Linked DNA regions of Arachis hypogaea: region 1 is linked to region 2. A link is a contact called in public Hi-C data. All regions are on one chromosome and are shown on one strand. Each heading gives the region's core, a stretch centred on a gene start, on an enhancer-like site or on the middle of the called end of the contact. The rest is flanking DNA. Distances are from core to core; before and after follow the strand shown. Region 1 holds the start of LOC112743909 (protein SCARECROW). Region 2 has its middle 3.2 kb from the start of LOC112743908.

Region 1 (5,111 bases), core at 1,412-3,911, 110 kb before region 2:
TGTACTCAAACTCACAACTACCTAGCTAGCACAAACACACATCAGCTACCTCTGGATCATAGCAAATCATATAAGAAATCATATATAATTCTCTAAAATAACAAAATAAAATATTTAACATAAACAATATATATAATAAAATTAAATATTTTGGTAAAACATTAAGGTACTAGACGTCCAGCTTAAAAAGCAATAAAAGAAGAAAATCATCTCTCGGGCATAGCCAATAATAAGCAAGAAGAAAAAAGATCAACCAACATTTCCATAATCCATGCAGTAGTAGTAGAAGCTATTATATAAATGAATAATGAATAAATGAGATGAGAGCATGCAACAAAAAGAGAAGAAAAAGATGAATTACCTCTGCAAAAGCCACAAAGTGTTTGTGTCCGAACCAGTAACATCATAAAGAGAATGCTGCAACCAATGAACAGCAACAGCCTCAGCCTTACTAACATTAAGCCTCTCAGGATCAACGTTCCCAACTTTCTCCGCAACGCCAAAGAATTCAAACGGAAGGCCAAGCTTATTGGCGAAATCCGATAACCGCTTTCCAGTGGCCTCCAGTGCTTCCATGGAAGTTCCAAGGCCCGTGAGCCTCACGTAAGGAGGCCCACCGGGCCTGGAAGCCAGAATATGGAAGAGGCCAGGCCACTGGAGGCCTTGCATTATATCTAGATCTATGATGTGAACCCTTTCTTCTCTCTCGAACGCTTCTTGAATGGCTTGGTTGGCGGTGAAGTGGGAGAACTTGACGAAGGGGCTGATTCCGTTGAAGACTTGGAAAGCGGAGGCCACTTTCTGGCTGTGAGGAACGATTGGCAGCGTTGCGTAGATTCCGAGGCAAGAGCTGACCAGCCTTGCGGATATGGCTTCCGAGAAATACGCTGCCACGCGTTGCGCTGATGTGCCGAACGGCGTCGACAGTTGAGAAATTTCTAGAAGCATCTTGTTCGCGTCTTCTAGATTCTCCGCTGAAACTGCTTCTGCGCACTGGAGGAGTAGTGTGAGGAGGTGCAAGCCTTCTTCGTCTTTCTTCTTCTGTTGATTCATCTCCTCCGTTTTCTTTCTCGTTAGCACCGCCATTTCTGTGGCGGTGGCGGTGCTCGTGGTGGTTGCCGGTGCTGTAACAAGATCTTCTTCGGGTTTCTCTTGTTGCGGTGGCTGTGGCGGCGGCGGAGGCGGTGGCGGTGATGGTAAAGTATTGGCCAACGAAACTGAATTGTTGTTGTTAGAATCTAACGGCGTTGGCGGTACTACAGGCCAGTACTGATTCAAAGATGAATCTTGAAAATGCATAGTGCTGTAAGCATGCATGTTTGAAGTATTTGTTTGCTTCATAACCGGAGTTTTGTTTTGTGGAGGCGGTGGTGGCGGTGGTGCTGCGGGCACGGCGGAGGCGGAGGAGTCAGAAGTGAGGAGGCGGAGCCTGTACTCAAGAAGCATGGCCAAGTTTGGGTTGCAAGGGTATATAATCTCCCTGACGTTGTTGATGAGCTGAGGGATTGAGACACTATTAGAGCTGTGAATTAGATCCTTCAATATTCCATCGATCCAATTAGAAGCGGCTGAGCTTTCATCCATGGAAGAAGGCGAAGAAGTAACAACCTCAACAATATTTGCAGAGCTGTTCCTTATGTTTCTCTGCGATTGTGAAGATGGAAAGAGTGGCAGGCCTGAGAATCCGCAAACTGCAGGTGATGTTGTGTTTTGATTGTTGTCAAGTAGGATTTCTTGATTGAAGTGTTGAGCGTAGTTTGGAGCCGAAACGGTTATGGTTGTGGAGGGTATTGAGGGTGAGGAAGAATTGACGGTGTTGATGAGATTGGTGGAAGAAGATGATGATGACGATGATGAAGATGATGAAAGAGAAGGTAGCATCATAGTGGAGTAGTTGGTTGTGAGCGTCACAATGGGGTAATTTGGAATAGTAACGTTATCTCTTGATACAACAACATTACTAATACTATTACTATTATTATTATTATTAATATTATTGTTATTGTTATTATTATTATAAGGATAGTTACAATTACTACCTGTACCAACTGAGGAGCCCTTTTGAATGAAAGAGGAGGTGTTGATGTTGTTGGTGGTTCGACGAGGAAACCTAGGATACTCAGAAATGGTGGTGGTGGTGGTGTTGGTTATAGAAGGGTGAAGTTCCATCTCAGAAGCCATTCTTTTTCTCACCAATTTCCTCTCACAATGAGGCTGATTCATGAAGCCACTACTACCATGGAGAAGAAGCATGTGTTGTTGTTCTTCACCGGCGCTGATGTTGCTGGAAGCACTGGTGAGAGGGCTACTACCACTTCCGGCAACAGCAGCACCGTTGGTGGTGGTGGTGGTGGTGCTGACATTCCCATCTTCGGCAGTGTTGTTACTGGCACCACTGAACAAAGCACAAGCAGCCATGTCTGGGGATAGAGAGGAGAGAAGAGAATCAGAATAGAGTGATGATAGGCTCTATCTTCATATCCTGCTAGTGTGTTTTAGTGTCTATGTATGTATGCACATCAACAATTGTATGTGTAATGTGTGCCTTCAAATAATTAACCCCAAAAGCGTACTGTACAGTAGCATATGGTTAAACAAACAAATCACATGTCTCTTTCCTTTTCTCTATATATTTAAAAACAAACAATACTATTACTATATTCGCTATTTTATCTATATATTTTTACTTTTAGTTTAAAAGATTAATGATGACAAATGAAAAATGAAAAAAAAATTATATTATAGAAAATGATATATAAAAAATAATATAAATATTATTTTTAATTATTTTTCTCACTATTTTTTATACTATTATTTTATTATATTTATTATTCTATTGTCACCCTAGGGCCTCTAATTTTTAGAGCAAAGAATCTAGCAGCACATGTTAAAAATGCAAAAATAGTTCTTTCAATTAAAAAAAGGGTAAAAATTTTCTAAGTTTTCTAACAATATTCAATCATCGTTTTAGAAATGAAAATTTTTAAGATTTTAACAAATTATTTTATTTTATTTATCTATTAAATGTCTACAAATTAATAAAAATAAATAATCATACTTGACTATGGATATTATTATATTATTGATAAATGTAATTTTTAGAATTGTATATTTTAAAACTATTCGAAATAAACCCTATTAAATTATTGTTCCCGTAACATTTGTATATTATCATAATTCCTTCAATTATTATTTCTAATTTGAAAGGGGGCACATCACAAATTACAAACAGATAACGTTGTTAAGATTGGGACAGTGAATGTGTGTGTGAGACTTATAGGATTCTCTCTCTCTCTCACTAGTGTAGTTACAATCTCTTAACACGGTTCTCTATGCCTTTTGCCTTTTGGATGGATCTGTGATCCATGTCTCTGTCTAGCATTCCCATGGTGGTGCAAAACAATAGGGGAGGGTGAGAATGTGAGTGTGAATGTGTGTGTGCATGTGTGTTGGGAGAGAAAGAGAATACAACGCAACACTGTGCCTACGGCGGCTAGCTATTCGTCTTTGTGCATCTTGATCTTATTTATTTATATGGTCCTATAACCATGTTATTCTCTTTTTTCTCTTCTTTCTTTTCTTTAGAGACTCATCGTCAATAGCCAGCCCTAAGCTAAGCATCTTCTTTTGTATTTTTTTTATTGGATCTTTACCATTTCCATTTCATAACATGATGCTTATCAATACTAGCTGCCTACTAACTACCTCACTACCCACAAAACATATATAAATAAAATTTCACTCATTTCATTTTTCTTAAGGTTACTCATGTTGTCTATATATAAAACTCAATTTTATACTTTATAATAAAATTTAATTTTGATGATGATTGACCGTGTAAAACTATACAATGGTTTAAACACATTTTTTTAAAAGTGGTTTAATTATTCTGTTGATCTTTATAATTTTATTAAATTTTTAATTAGGTTCTTATACTTTTTTTATTGAGTCTCTACACTGCTTTTAATTTTGTAATTATATTATTTTCATGTTAAAAATGTTAAAATTAACATAATATTTTTATCAAAATACATACGGTCAAAAATTTAATTAAGTTTTTAATTATAAATATCTTCACTTTGTAAAAAAATATTTAGTTAACTCTAATATTTTTTACATTAGGAATGACTTAATTAAAGCAGTATAGAGACCCAATTAAAAAGAAAAAAAGTATAAGGACCTAATTAAAAATTTAATGAAACTATAGGAATCAACAAAGTAATTAAACTTTTAAAAGATAGACAATGTAAAAAAATTATTTTTTTGACATAATATTACGTAATTAAATGCAGGTATAAATTAAAATTATTTTACTTTTGATAATGTATAAAAATTATTTTTTTTATATTATATAGAAATACTTAATGTTATAAATATTATACATATTTACATACAGATATTTAGTACTCATAAAATAATTAACATTTGGAATCTGATAAAAGTTTTATAAATTTTTAATAATTTTAGTTATGGCAAACTCTTATCACAAAAATAAGTATATACTAGCGCTTGTAAAGACATTAAAATTGAATTACATTAAATATCAAAATTAGTTTTAAATTTTTTGAAAATATTGAGAATAAAGAGTATTATATTTTATCTTTGTACTAATAAAAAAATAACATGTATAATACAGTAGTTTAATAATGAAAAGAGATAAGTGCAATTAACACAAAAATAAAAATAAGAGAGAAAAAGTGAGAGGGAAACGATGTGGTAGGTATAGTATTGCAGTTGTGGTCGGAAATTATAGAATTGAAAGCGTAGAAGGGGGAGATATTTTTATCTAATGCTTTCGTCGTCTTCCATCACAACGAATTAGAACGGGTAATCACACAAAGCTATACTAGTACAAATTTTGTAATTTTCTTATCATGGTAATGTGATTCATACATTAAAAATTTTCATTTTTAGCAAAAATTATGTAACAAAATGGGATTAAAATTTTTATTACTATCACTATATATTTTTATCACTTCTTATTATTATACTTTCTATAGAAATAAAATAATATATTAATGTTAATCTTCAAATAATATTACTCTTTATATTAAGCTTGTTTGTGGAATTATTTTGGTGGTGTTATTATTTATTAGAGCATGCCATGTGAT
Region 2 (4,917 bases), core at 248-2,747:
AGCAAAATGGAAAGAAAGGAAGGATAAGGAGGAGGAGTACCTGCCACAAATTACCACCGGCATCACCGTCCACCATCGTTGCTGCTCCTCTCTGTCGTCGCACTAGTACCACCGTAGTTCGCTGGCGTCGTCGTTGGCTTGGATTCGCGTTGCTGTCGTTGCTGCTTGAGGTCATGCCAACGCCGCCGCGGTAGCGGCCTTCCTCTGCTTGCCTCACGCCGCTGGCGTTCTACCCGTCGCCTCACCATCTCCTCCGTGTCTTGTTGCGCTTTGTTTCTGATGATAGGCATTCACTTTGCCTCTTCTTCTTTCTTTTGTTTATCTTATTAATTAATTAATTTTTCTGGTTTTTTTTATTAATGTTTGTTTTGAAGATGATGATGATTCTTTTTTTTTGTTAATGATGATGGTTTTGGTAATGAATTGTAGTTTTGATTTTGATTTATTTGAGATTGTTGTTGAAGATTGGATTTTCTTGTTGGATTCATGAATAGATAGTGATGGGATGGTAGTGGGTGGGGTGGTGCAGATGGTGATGGAGTGGTAATGGGTGAGGTGGTGGTAGTGGTGAGAAGAGAGAGGGATATTTTTGTCATTTAAAAAATTAATCTGTTTAAAAGGACGATTTTAAAACTACATTGAACTTTAGGAACAATTTTGTATGCAAAAAAAGTTGAAGAGGAAAAAATTTTTTGACCTAAATCTTAGGGACCAAAGTCGTACTTAACTCTCTAATTTACTAGTAGTATATTTTTGCATATATAACTTAAATCAGGGATTATATTTTTAATGACGATGCCAGATGGAGCAAGTCAGATGAAACAATCAATTATTTGCCCTTCTGAATCGAGAAAAAAATATAACAAAATATATATCGTAGATAGAGATGCTGATTGATCTCTATGGCTGCTCTCATTCTTGTTTAATAAAATATCTTCCGTTTCTATTCCATTTTTATCACGGGTCACATTTATTTTCTCCCGCAGAAAAGGTAGATATTGGCGAGTATCTATTGATATTAAGTTAAAAAATAAATTAACACAATTATAATAAAATCCAATACAATTCAACTAAATGTTTAAAATCAAATATAATTTAAACACAAATTCAACATACTAATATACTTACATAACTTATATATATAAGAGCATTTAAATAAATTTCTTTTCGCAGATCTCTATGGGACAGATACCTCAATTCCCGCCTCTGTCTCTATTTATTCATGGAAGTAGATTTTCGTTTTTCATAAAAAATTTGCGAATTCCGTCAACCTCTTCGTCATGGATAATCTCCGTAGATATCCGTGAGCGCCAATTTTTTTTTGTGATTCCCATCCTAACAGTAGGGATGAAAAAACAAATATTTAAAGTTTAAATTTACCTATAATTGTCTTTAAAAAGATTAATATAATAAAATAAATGTAGATACCGAACATAATGCAAGCTTTTCCCTAGGGTCCAAGCTAAGGGTCATATCGTTAAGACATATAAGAGGAAGATTCCAATTTGGGGTTCAAGACTCCAAATGGAACACCAGGGTGGAGCCTTGTCTAAGGTCTAGTATTGGTGTAGTACAAATAAATTAAGAGAGAAAGTTCTCCATAGATTGATAAGATACATGTTTTGTCTTTGCTTTAGCAGCACGTTTTTGGCCTTAAGCTATCACCCATTTTCACTTTTCTCTACTAACTCTCTTGTCTTTTTCCTATCAAATCCAACACACTCTCTTCACCACTTCATCCTCCTTATTTTTTCCCTTTGGTTTTTTCTTCTTAAGTTCCCAATTACTTAATAATCATATTCATACCCCAAATTTAAAGGAACCGAAAGAAAAAGTTTATTTTTCTATTTTGATGGACGAGCAATATATAAAAAAAAGTCAGAACTTGTCTTATTTAGTATTAATTAATTATCGCAACAATTAATAAATGTAAATAAGGCAAGTTATGGTTATTTTTAACTGATTTTCTTTGGTTACCAAACATTTCCGATATAAAAATAGCACCATACTAAAATGAATTAGTACAATCACTTATGAAGAAAAGAGATCTTACGAAAAGGATTATTGATCATTAAACAAATATTCTAGGATAATAAATTTAAATCCTTTTCGTAAGCACGATTATAATCCTAAGGAGAGAATTTCCAACTCCACTCTGTGCATCTAAAATTGGACTTTCTAAAATGAAACCAACAACTCAATCTCCATTAGTGAGATAAAAAAAAAAGCGCATTATATATTTCATTTCCAAAACTATTTTCTGAGATTTAAAAATTAATATTTGAACCTTTTTTTTTCTCTCAAATGATTGTATGTGTATTGCGTTTGACCTAAAATGATTGTGATATTGATAATATGGTGATAACATAGCTGATGGAATGAAATTAATTTTTGTAGATGATTAAGTGAAATGTAATAATATATATATATATATTACTACATTTCACTTAATTCGTTATATATTTAAGGCTAATTAAAGAAAATTAATCAAAGATATAGTTGCGTCAATCATATGTGGGTCTTTCTTTTCTATGTTGGCGCCTCTTTGTCAATTACCTAAAAAGTAAACACAATAGGATATGGCTTGTTGTTATCTTTTTTCTTTTTTTTCTTTTTTTCTGTTGATAATATTTTCATTGCTACTTTTTTTATTTTTTTTTCCTTTAATAAATTGTTCAAACATATATTTGGTAGACTACTAGAGTTTGATATTTCAAATTCATTGTATTCTTTCTTAATAGAAAATTTTGATTTTTAATTTTTAACAATTTTTTAAACTGATTTTAACTGACAGTTTTTTATTTAATTTAAGCAGAGAATATTAATTCCCCCCAAATTCAACATTTTTTTATTGTAAAAACTGCTTAATCATTGGTAACGTCAGGTAATGAGTACAATTATTACATAATAATGATGGGCTAATTATTGGCATAATCTCACTTTGGTACTTTTTCCCAAAAACGTAAAGGAAAGTATAGAATGTTTCCTAGCTATTTAAAGTTAAAAGAATAATATTGCTAAGTTCATCATCAATTATTACTTATGGAGCCATTTATAGATAATCTACCGACATAAAAAAATCTGAGAATATAAGAAAGTGATTATATGATATTAATAAAAGAAAATTAATTTTACTACTCTTATTTTGATAATATTATTTTTTTATAAATTTATATAAAATATAATAAAAAATTAACTGGAGTGATATTTTAAGAAATAGGAGTGATATTATTATTTTTCTATTAAAATACTAACAACTAAGAATTTGCTTTGATTGTTTTTTTAATTTAATACGTTTTTGTTGAATTTCAGAAAAAAGGAAGGAAAAAAAAACACAGTCACAAGCATTATATTTTAAGAAATGGGTTTAGTTAATTTGTATTCTAAAACATAAATTAAGATTGTTAATAATAAAATTTTTAAAATATTTTATTTCATTAAATACATAATAAGTATATTGAGAATTTAAATTTTATATGTTTTTATAATTTTTTTTAATTTATAAATTTATCATGTATCTTTAAAAATATATGTTAATTAACTAACCAAGCCCTAAAGAAATTTATTGGTGATATGTGTTTAGAAGCAACGTGGCAGTTTATTAGCCCTTATATTAGATTATTAGAGGGTTGTTTGAGTTAAAATTAAAAGCGAAAAAAAGCAGAACTTCATCTTCCATAGAAGGGAGTAACATTGAATTGAACCCCCTAAATTATATGTTGACCTAGGATATATTATTTATATTATTTAACAATACAATCTCCAACTATGCCAAACATTGTGATGTTCACCAATAAGTGAGCATTGAGGAGGCTTTCCTCTACCAAGATCTGCTTTTAGAGTATTTTAATGATTTATAATAATTTAGGGTGGATTCTACCCTACACACTAAAATAATACAGACTTTGAACCCATGTTTAAGTGGCTCAATGAAATTTAGCTATATGTCTAATTTAATCCACCTAGGTTACATATGACAATACTCTAATTTTTATTTGTTCGGTAGCATATTTTATCCCTAACTTTTTATAGACCCTAACCTAAAAATTCAATCGTACAGGTCATAGTTTTTGAGTTGTAGAACACCATATGAGAACCAACACTAAAATTTGCAATACTTTTTGGGACTTTAAATCTCAATTATAAAATCAATTAAAATTAAAATAGTTATGATAATAACATAAATTTTATTATGATAATGGTTAAATGAAAATATAGTGTCACAAAATCTTATAATAAAACACTAGTAATTAACAATATATGAAAAAAAATTTTGTTGATCATGTAGCATTGCATGCTTTTTATAAAAGATATTATGTCTTAAGTTTATACTATTGTAATGTTTGAATTTTGGGAAAAATATTAAATTGGTACATTTGTTTGGGCGTAATCCTGTTTTAGTTCTTAAAGTTTAAAGTGTTCTATTTGAATTAAAAAAAGTTTCATTTAGCTTCAATGTAGTCCAACTGAGAGGTCAAAGTTAAATCATTAATGAAATGTCTTACATAACAACAAGATCGATAATCTAGAAAATAAGTACAAGTTCCAAAGGTACAAAATCAACCGTGGATACATTTATTTATCATTCTCCTTAGTTCTATAGAAAATATTTCATTTACATTGTAAAAAAAATAATAATTAAATGTATTGAACGGTTAATTTTGTGCCTCCGGAGTTTGTACTTATTCTCCAGATTATCAATTTTGTTCTTGTATTGCTATCATGTAGGATATTTCGTTAATTATTTAACTTTGACCTCACGGTAGGACTACATTGAAACTAAATGAAACTTTTTTGAATTCAAATAGGACATTTTAAACCTTAATGATCAAAACAGGATTACGCCCAAACGTAAGAGACCAATTTAGTAGTTTATCCTTGAATTTTTGTTCTTGCACCAAAATGATATATTTTTTA

Evidence for each region. Hi-C and Micro-C count contacts between places; a contact is called where the count stands out from the background.
Region 1: a Hi-C map of an unstated tissue shows a contact between it and region 2, with 7 times the contacts expected there. The contact joins the promoter of LOC112743909 here to the enhancer-like site in region 2. A contact is called at or near these places in 3 of 8 Hi-C or Micro-C datasets (leaf and an unstated tissue).

What each region holds. Positions count from the first base shown.
Region 1 is chr14:121,956,981-121,962,091 of arahy.Tifrunner.gnm2.J5K5, reverse strand. It overlaps LOC112743909 (protein SCARECROW), which reads right to left and starts at 2,661. Exons shown (of 2, transcript XM_025793338.3): 1 at 362-2,661. The coding sequence starts at 2,418.
Region 2 is chr14:121,847,316-121,852,232 of arahy.Tifrunner.gnm2.J5K5, reverse strand. No RefSeq gene overlaps it. Among protein-coding and RNA genes, the nearest start is that of LOC112743908, 3.2 kb to the right of the region's middle. Within about 2 kb of position 1,497, at least 1 of the 3 cell types and tissues checked has open chromatin away from gene starts, as enhancers often do.